Linked DNA regions of Danio rerio: region 2 is linked to region 1. A link is a contact called in public Hi-C data. All regions are on one chromosome and are shown on one strand. Each heading gives the region's core, a stretch centred on a gene start, on an enhancer-like site or on the middle of the called end of the contact. The rest is flanking DNA. Distances are from core to core; before and after follow the strand shown. Region 1 holds the start of nrf1 (nuclear respiratory factor 1). Region 2 holds the start of chchd3a (coiled-coil-helix-coiled-coil-helix domain containing 3a).

Evidence for each region. Hi-C and Micro-C count contacts between places; a contact is called where the count stands out from the background.
Region 2: a Hi-C map of hematopoietic stem cells shows a contact between it and region 1, with 5 times the contacts expected there. The contact joins the promoter of chchd3a here to the promoter of nrf1 in region 1. A contact is called at or near these places in 1 of 18 Hi-C or Micro-C datasets (hematopoietic stem cells) and 1 of 4 datasets of contacts at active chromatin or transcription factors (embryo).

What each region holds. Positions count from the first base shown.
Region 1 is chr4:15,684,120-15,689,630 of GRCz12tu, forward strand. It overlaps nrf1 (nuclear respiratory factor 1), which reads right to left and starts at 2,589. Exons shown (of 11, transcript NM_131680.2): 1 at 2,495-2,589; 2 at 216-465. The coding sequence starts at 438.
Region 2 is chr4:16,183,766-16,189,276 of GRCz12tu, forward strand. It overlaps chchd3a (coiled-coil-helix-coiled-coil-helix domain containing 3a), which reads right to left and starts at 3,289. Exons shown (of 9, transcript NM_214804.2): 1 at 3,051-3,289; 2 at 613-880. The coding sequence starts at 3,131.

The DNA.
Region 1 (5,511 bases), core at 1,339-3,838:
CAATATTTTAGCCAATCACAAAAGAGAAATCACTGTCTGACCATCAGAGAATAACCATGGATATGACTTTCAACAATATATTTGTGTGTGTTAGTACCATTTGTTCGCTTTTGGCATCTGATTGAGCCTTTCAACCCAGAATCTGTGATGCATGATATATTAGACTAACTCAAACAAGTAAATTTTCATAAGAGGCAGCATGTGCAGAAATCTACCAGCAGCAGCCAGATGTGCGGTGACTTCATCTGTTCCAGTTGAATTGAGGATGTCGGAGTCATCATAAGCATCATCGTCAGGCGAGGAGGGCGAATCCTCGTCGGCGCTCAGCATGCCATGCTCTGTGTATGTGGCGACGTGCACCTGCCCGACCTGCTGAGAGACGGCGTGGGCCTCGATAGTGGTCATATGCTCCGTCTGATGCACCGTATGGTCTTCCATCACCCGATACAGTTTCACTCAAACACACTGAGACACGCACACACACAAACAAGATATTAGCACACAGATTGACTTGCGTTCATAGTTGTATTCAAGTGTCAAACTGAGTATGTTGTGAAGTGTTAGGCATGCATTGTAATTTGTATTTTCATTTAAAATACACATAAAATATGAGACACGTTGCATTATATTATAATAACAAACTCGCATTTTACTAATAAATATATACTGTGAATCCCTATTATAATGTATACCGTTAATATGACGCGATTGCGATTCATGTGTTTTGTATATTAAAACAGCACAACAAAACATTTCACTTTGGGTCAATACAGGTGAAATGGGCAATGACAAAATGTGTCCGAAATCAAGCTAAAACATTTGGTTAATTAAATGAATCCCCTTTGGCTGCTAACAATACACTATGGTTAAAACGGAGCATAATTTAAATAGGATCAGGCACGGATGGAGAACATAAATACAGAAAACTGGTTCCTTTTACTTCTTAAAACATAATGTTTTGTGATTAGCGACAGGTATTCATTTAGTTTTGCCTGTTTAGTAACTAGTATATGATCAATTGATACTATAGACAATAGACAAAAACATTGGTTTCAGCTAAAAATAAACTTTAATATTGTTTATTTTCATCACCAAATGTACAATTGTGTATGAACTAAGTTGTAAATGTATATTTTATTTTCACAGACTTCAATATTATTATTGTTTTAAACAATCAATCCAGTAGGGGGCACAAAAGATTACTTGAAATCAATATACGTCCCCCTTATATTTAACTTTTTATTTATATACAAACAGTAATGTTTGGCAAATATAGATGGAGTAAGACATACTGACATCCTAGCATTCACCTAAAATAATTAGCAATTTTTTTTAATGTTGTTAACTGCATATATACACGATCAGTACAGTTTTGCAATGTGCAATCATTAAAAAAAAATACATCAGGATTATTTACACCCAGAAGTTATTTTGTTTTTTAGATGACACACAAACTGAACGACACAGAATAAAAACCTTTTTTAAAGTTTTTATTGAATAATAAAATATTGAAGTCTCTGACAGCAAGGAGTGTAGTTCAAACATATTACAACTTTCTAATCAATATTATTTATAGTTTTTTTAATCGTTTAAATTAAGACCGAAAGCATATGTAAAATAATTAAATAAAACGTATGTGCTATGAATGTAACGTTAGTATATAACGTGCACACGTAACGTAAGATAAATAACGTAAACCAGAAGCTAACGCAGCTAATTCATTCTGCTCAATTCAGCGACCTCAAACACTGGAATAGGTACTTTTAATGACCATATCATTAAAAAAAACATTAATATATTATACCAAAGAACATTTCAACAAACATAAACGGCCATAATAAAAGGTAGGTTTGAATATATCTGAAGCGATACAGACCGGTGTATTAGAGCATTAATAACAAACACATAAATGGCGGTTATTTTCAAATGGTGAATAAATATTACTGTAAAGAAATGGGACAGTGTGTTGGTAAAATATTAAACACTGTCGCCCATTCAACTTCTTAATGATCACAATCATTGAGATAAGCGCTAAACATCTAAAATGCTCTTTTAGATAAAATGTAAGCGAGCACCGTTGTTGACTGAGAATAAAGCGATATAAACACTCGACTGATCGATAACATTGCTAAGCTAATGCGATATAATACATGCATTCAAAATCCGATTCCGCGATCGAGCATATAGACACAAGCTATCAAGCACTGAAATCCCATTTAGCATCTGGACAAAAAACATAAGCGATTCGATTGCACATCTAAATTCAGTACGTTAGGCCAAAGGCCCGCGCCTGCGCCATGATTCTTTTTTTGCCCCAAATTGAGCGGGGTAAATAATAATTGCCATCCGGGCAAAAGTGCTCGAAATCATCTGCAGTTCTGTTTCGCATCGTCGCGATCTGCATCTGAGTGTGTGAAAGGCAAACGCTGCCGGGTTGTTTGGTGCGGCTGCGCCAGGGCTGAAATGGCTGGAGATTGCGCGGTAGGGCACTAACCTCAGAGCGGCTGCGCTACTTCGGGCCTGCGCGGTGCGGCGGAGCTGTGAACACCAGCTGCAATGGAGGACAAAGAACGAGCAGCAGAGTGCGCGCGTCCTGGGCTCAGCGACTGATGCGCGGTCACGAGCGAAGTGCACAGAACAAACCCCGCCCCTCCCTCTCGTGCTACACACTACTACGTGATGCAGCAGCAGCAAGTGCACACTACACTCACAGAGAGTGAGGGAATGGGTGTGGGAATGCGACATTTCCATGGCACCGATTTTTTTTTGTTTTTAACAATAATATTAATAACAATATGATAATTATATGTAATTAGATATAGAAAGATTTCATATATAAAGTTTTTGAGTCGCAACAGACTATACAAAACACCTCTAAGCTAAAATGTATAATTTAAAAAAGCTTTAAAGGTTATAGATGTTTGAATAAAGGCCTAATTTATCACTTATTAAAGAACTATATTATCAATTAGTCTAAAATGTCCATTGGAAAATATTTAAATTAGATAAAGTTACATTATTATATCTTTCCTTTGCATTATAATTGCCCATACTGCATTTACAGCATTTCATTTGTTTTATTCATATGTTCATTCGTTTATTCTTTTACAAGTTTAGGTTTTTCAAAATTTTACTTAATCTTTGTGTTTGTAATTTTTATTTATTCATTCATTTTCCTATATTGATCTGGGGTCACCACATGAACCACCAACTTATCCAGCATATGTTTTACACAGCAGATGCCCTTCCAGCTGCAACCCAGTACACGGAAACATCCATACACACTCATTCAAGCAGATACACTATGGCCAATTTATAATTAAATTCACCTACTGCATGCCTTTGAACTGTGGGTGAAACGGAGCAACACAGAGGAAATCCATGCAAACATGGGAAGAAATGCCATCCACATAGAAATGCCTACTGACCCAGCCAGGACTCAAACCAGTGACCTTCTTGCTGTGAGGCGAGTCACTGAGCCACAGTGCCACAGTGTTATTATTTTAACTGAATATTACTTTTATGAATTTGTTTGATTAGTATATTTTATTTATTTCAATGCTTTTTTCATATTTTTTTTCACAGACCACTATAGTAATCTCTTGTGGCTCACTGGGGTTCCTGAGCCAAAGTTTGAAAACAGGTTTGTGTTTAATTACAAAATAATTTCTCACAAATAATGTTTAATGTTTTTATTTAATTTTTAATATTTTTATTTAATTTATTGTTTTTATGGCAAAATTATGTGCGCATATATATATATATATATATATATATATATATATATATATATATATATATATATATATATATATATATATATATATATATATATATATATTGCTTTGTCATATTTATTTTCTGTTAAAAGGAAACATGATAAAATAATATAATATAATATAATATAATATAATATAATATAGTATAATATAATATAATATAACATAACATAACATAACATAATATAATATAATATAACATAACATAACATAACATAACATAATATAATATAATATAATATAATATAATATAATATAATATAATATAATATAATATAATACTTCATGCTGTTTACAATATAATGTAGGGAACAGGGTTGCACAGTACTATAGTAGTACCGGAATACCTTGGCTTCAAAATATGGGTGGTGCTATTGTAGTTTTCAAATAGTAGTATCGTTATTAACAGTTCTACAATAGTTAATGTTGCTTGAGGAATAAATGAATGAATCAATGATTTTATTTATTATATTATTATTATTATTATTATTATTGCAATAACAACAAAAGAATCAAAGTATACAAAAACAAGAATGTCTGTGCAAATAATACTTTTTTTTCAATAATGAGGGAATTATTAATTAAATGTGCATATTTTATCATAGAAAATATAGTATTTCTCACAATTTGCTTCATTTCATATATTTTAATTATGAATTAATACAGTATCGCAATACTACCTGTATTGTGATACTTCAGTTTGTGTACTTCAGGACTACCCTGGTAGAAAATAACAAAAACAAATATATACATGTAAAACAAATAAACAAATTTTATATTAATTAGTTAAATTACCAAATTAATCAAATAAAAAAATCAACTAATGTATTCTTCTTCTTCTTCTTCTTCTTCTTCTTCTTCTTCTTCTTCTTATTATTATTATTATTATTATGCTTATGATTATTATTATTTTAATTCATTGCAAATTATACTGACATACTGCAAATTATACTGACATATATATATATATATATATATATATATATATATATATATATATATATATATATATATATATATATATATATATATATATATATATATATATATGTATGTGTGTGTTGCCAGAATGCTTCATTTGAGTGGTCTATTCAAGTGCCTGGATTTACAAGACAGCAATTAAAAAATTCACATGTAAATGTATAACAGTTTTTCAATTGTCAATATTATATTATATTATATTATATTATATTATATTATATTATATTATATTATATTATATTATATTATATTATATTATATTATATTATATTATTTGGAAAAATGTATTCATTTTGTATTGCTAATAGCCATGTTATGACAAAAAAAGTTGTAATGTCTGATTAATTAATAGATATTAAATGGCAAAAAATGTACACCAACTTAACTGCACTGTCTTAAACTATTCCCATGACTTAATATACGAGACATATTTCAAATTCTGAATAAAAATAATACAAAAGAAAAGTCTTCCAATAATCAAACCGCTAACACCTGTTTCCCATTATGTCTTAATTAATCTTTTGCGCTGTAGGACACGCGTGATGGAAAGGGCAAAGACGCAATTGGATTCGCATGCTTTGAGTTATCTATAAAAAAAACTTGAGTTTGGTGAGTATTTTTGACTATTTTCGTTCAAATGTTTGTGCCTTTGCATATATCACATGTTAAGTACAAAACAATAGGGTAATAAAGCCACTTTGAATGTATTATCGTACAGTAATCGTTTGGTGCAGAAGCAGGACGATTTTAA
Region 2 (5,511 bases), core at 2,039-4,538, 500 kb after region 1:
ACGGTACTATTTGCAGGTTATAACAGTCCAAAGCACTTTACTCAAGGAAAATTGCTGTCGCTCAGTTCCACCCACGCAGAAGTTTGAATTCCATAGAATTACCTACAATGACTTGATGCGTGATATTACATACTTGTATTAAGTGTACAAACACATTCAGAGTGTGTACAAGATGCAATTTACTCAAAGAGTATCATTAACGCTCATGAATGACAAGCACTGAAGGGCAAAATACTTCAAGAAGTACTACTTATGTTACAGAATAACCCAACTCACCGGTTGGAGGTGGTGGTGCTGTTGGAGAAACCACAGGTTGATCTACAGTCAAAGGAGGCTGCAGGGCAGTTTGGGCAGAGGAAGGGGGTTCAGGAGGAGGGGAAGGGGCGGTTAGTTCCACAGGTAGATCAGAAGCAGGTTTAGTGATGGGACAGGTAGGAATAGACTCTAAAGGGGCGGCAGGTGTGAAAAGCTCAAAAGCAGGGGGAGCGGTGACAGAATCAGCAATGGGAGGAGAAGGAGTGAGTGTGGAAGAAGGAGGTGAAGCAATTATATCCACAGGTGGAGATGCTGTAAGAAGCTCAGATGCTGCAGCAGGTGGAGCAATGGACTCACCTGCAGGGGTTGATAAAACACCCACTGATTCAAGAGGTGGAGGAGGAGGAGGAGGTGCAGGAGTGGTCACTTGCTCAGGGAGTTTTACCCGCTCTGGCAAGGAAGGGGGTGGATGGAGAGTGACAGGGTCAGGTGGAGGAGGAGATATTGGCACCAGTGCTGGCAGAGGATCAACCACAGGGGGAGAAGCAGGAGGGGGCCTGCTGGGAACCCGGGGGCTCGGTGGGCCTGAGGGTTCCCTCATGCGGTCGATGACCTTCTCGGAGAGCTGAAAATGAAAAAGGATAATTAATTAACTTATTTATTTTGCGTTTTGGGATAGTACATCAGGTTTAGTTTCATGGTATATATATATATATATATATATATATATATATATATATATATATATATATATATATATATATATATATAAATAATGAAGAGTGAGATATATTTAACACTATTAATTTAGTCAAACATTTCTATATATTTTCAAGTTTAGTCATTTTATTTTTCCACTTTAAATTTGCAAACATTATTTACGTAGTTACACAATTATTGTTTGCATTTCATATTTTGTTTCAATTTCTCTGGATAAATAGAGATGAAAGGAATATTTGGAAATTATTAGGTCTTCTTTTTTTACATGAATTTAATGTGACTAATTCAAATATTCTACAACAACTACTACAACTACTAATCCAAACAATAAAAAATAAAATAAATTACATGTATAATAACAACAAGTATTATTATTATACTATTATTATACTATTATTAAAAAAACTAAATAATGATAATTATAAGAAGAATTAGAATTAAAAGAATTAGAATTAAAGAAGAATTAGAACTAGAAGAAGAAAAAAAGAAAAACTACCTATAACAGTATATGTCATCACTGTCCTACCCAAAACATCTGCATTAAATAAACTAAAATGTCACAAAGTTATGACTAGGGATGCTCCGATCAATCTTGCGGAGATTGGTATCGGCCAATAATCACATTTTATGACTCGATCGGTACTCGCCAATCTGGCCGATCTCATGAACCGGTCGCAGGTGTTTATTTACGAGTTTACTAAACGTACTAGTTGGAGAGCAAAACTCGAATGGCCTTGATGTATTTAGGCTATATTACATATGTAAGAACTGAAAGTTCTGTGCTTTTGACAATATTGCAAGTTCACTAAAACCTGACTGCACATTTTATAGAATTAAAAATTCCAAACATTCCTGTTTTGTTTATTTTTATCTTTGCTTAAATTTATTTGTCAATGCTTGTTTTTGGTATAATATATTGTATGCAGATGTACTCCCCTACAAAATCATCCCAATCAAATTGAAATTAATGAATTGTTTCCAGATTTATTCATTTCATTAGTTGAATTTATACTCATTATCGCAATATTTATTTCAGAAATAAATTATAATAATACAGACTAAATAATACTAATAAAAAATAATTGTTTCATTTCAAGCCAGTTTAAAGCATTTAGAGAAAAGAAATTATAGAGGGCGTCACGGTGGCACAGCGGGTAGCACGATCACCTCACAGCAAGAAGGCCGCTGGTTCGAGCCAAAATCATTCCGCATAAATCCGCAGATTTTGAACAAATTTTGTGCAAAAATAGCAAAAATGTGCACAGATTCCATCTGGTCCTAGTTATAGGGACATGTTTAAGGCAGCATCTTTTATTTATTCTCTTAGGTAACGCGAGATCTCCACTTAAGTATCATACTTAGAGGTAAAATGTGCATTATGCATTATAAAGCTTGACGCATCAGAATCGGCACTCTATATCAGTCGATCACCATGACAAGAAATCGGTGCTTGGTATCGGCTGCAAAAATCTTGACTGGAGCATCCCTAGTATAAGCTATCATTATAATTATACATAATTATAATTAATTATGTATAAGCTAATTATCAATCATTTCAAAGTGTATGTATAATTGCACTTTCTTTAGGCTTGGTTTAAAATGCAATTCTGAGTTGTTTATGAAACAAAATGTCCTTGCTTACATCTCACGTTGCCTAATAAAGGTTAAAGATGCTGGTATTCCCCAAAAAGTCGTTTAATAAAATCTAATAATAGCACTAATATGACATAAATAGTTGTATGAAGGGTGACCTAGACAGTATATGATAGTTATGGGGTGAGGTAGGGTTTGGGGTCACAGTGCTGTTATTGTTGACATTGTGATGCTTGAACTGCAACAGGTTTCTACAAAATATTTTCTCTCAGGTCAAGAATTGCTTACAAAATAAACTGTATGGCAGCTTTACTTGGTTAGCTGAAGTAAGAAGTGTTCAATCAGGGTCAGAATGTTTATCCAGTTAGATAAGTTAAGACTATTAGAGGCCTTCATTGCGATCACAGTAGGTGAATTAAAGGCGTGCGTCAGTTTGATGTGCGTTTGACAGGTGGAGGAGAACAGACGTGTGTGTCACTCACCCTGATGCCCTTCACTATCGTTATGTTGTCATTCTCATCCGACTCAAAAGACACACGGCGCGTGCTGTTGTTAGCTCCCATTCCCGCACAAGCAAGCCCGCTGGTGTTTGGCCAGCTACTTCATGTAAATGTGTTCAGTATGAACTCCAGAAAGTTGACAGCTCTCTGGTTATGTTACGCGCGAACGCCAGGGCCAGAAACAAACAGAGCTTCCGCCTTTAGCCCCTCCCACCTCGCACAGGGAAAGAAAGACGATTCTCATTGGTTCTGGGCATGTGCTTGGTTTTTCCATTCGACAACATTTTAGATAAACCTTTTGGATTTCAAATAGGTTTAGGATTTATTTATTTACGCAAAGGGAATGCAATTATGGAGTACGAAACCTGCAAAACTATAAATAAATAAATAAATATGCAAAAAAATAAAGAAATAAATTAGAAAATAAATTAATAAATTCCTGCATAAATAAAACAATAAACAAAAAAAAACATGCAAATATATAAATAAATTCATAAATTACTGCATAAATAAAATAATAAATATTCAAATATATAAATAAATGAGTTAATAAACCCCTAAATTTCTGCATAAGTAAAATAATAAATATGTAAATATATAAATAAATCAGTAGTTAAATTCCTAAATTCCTGCATAAATAAAACAATAAATAAATACATATGCAAATATATAAATAAATGAGTAAATTCCTGTATAAAAATGAATAAATTAATAAATAAATATTCAAATATATAAATAAATGAGTAAATCCCTACATAAACAAAATAATAAATACATAATGAGTAAATAAAACCATAAATTCCTGCACAAATATATAATAAATAAAGAAATAGGCAAATATATAAATAAATGAGTAAATAAATCCATATATTCCTGCATAAATATAATAATAAATAAATAAAAATGCAAATAAATGAATTAATGTATATAAAAATCCAAAAATTCCAGAATAAATAAATAAATATATAAATAATTAGTAGTGCGGGCAGGTAAACAATTTATTAAATTACACGAATGTTATGGGAATAAGAAAATGCTAAACTTAAAGTGTATATAAAAGCAAATATGATATGATATGATATAATATGATATGATATGATATGATATGATATGATATGATATGATATGATGTGATGTGATGTGATGTGATGTGATGTAATATAATATAATATAATATAATATAATATAATATAATATAATATAATATAATATAATATAATATAATATAATATAATATAATATAATATAATATAATATAATATAATATAATATAATGCTTTTTTTTCAAATGATTTGAGGTTGTTCAAAACATTTTAAAAATCCATTTTTGCAACAAACTTAATATCTATTTTAACTGTTAATGCATCCTGTCTAACAGTAACTTGAAGAAATATGCACCTGAGTTCTATGTGTCAAATGGGAGCCGTGGGCATTTAGAGACATGGGTCTTCTGTCCTTTAGTGGGTGGCTGTCTTTGTCTACATGCCCTCAGATGTCATCACGACAACCTTTTATCCTGCACGAGGTGATGAGAAATAACCTCAGTCTCGTGTCATCAGCAAAGGACAGTAGATTGGTCAGAAATGATGGGCCTCAGAGGAAGCCGATAAGAACTTCTGGACCTGACTAGGCTCAGAGGAGCTAAAAGAAAAATAACCTCAGAGTCTCCATGATTGTTTCCTTTTTTGAAGGGGCACAAAATTGGCCACTATGTTATCTCTGCTGTCCACGGACACATCAGTCAAAGAGGAGACTGCCAGATCGACCCTTTCCCTCACAATCAATGGCCTTCCCTCCTCGGTTTGTTACAGCAGAGATCGTCAGGAGATAGAGGATTGCAGGTCCAGAGCAATATATCCTTGAAACAGAAAGCAGTTAACAACTTTCACCTTCAGCTCCATCTTTCTCTCTCAGTTACTGTATGTCTGATGATTTATTAAGATTTTTTTTTCACACTGTTTTGTATAAGATCATTTAAGATGATCGAAGTGGTTAATATGCTTCACAAAGCTAAGCTATATCAAGGTACCCTAGTCAAAATATGTAAATATATTTTAGTATTGTCTTAAGTATAAAATATAAATGTATTATGTTGTTTTTATTAGCAAAATTTTGACTGAAAAAAGTAAAACCTGACAATAAATGTGACCATTAATTATTGAAACAGATTTAATACAGCAGAAAATATTAAAATCTACATTACAAAAGATCATTACATGTAACTGAATATAGAAAACGTTTTAGAATTAAATTGTAATCAACATATAATCTTATAGCAGGAATTTTTATATAGATTATAACATTACATTCATCAGAGAACAATTTTGCAGCCACCAATTTTCTTATTATTATTTATTTAGCAAAAAGGACTACATTTCCCAGGGATCCCTTTGCGTTCAGCTGATTGTGATGATGGAGGATTCCCATTGGCTGACGTCCGTCA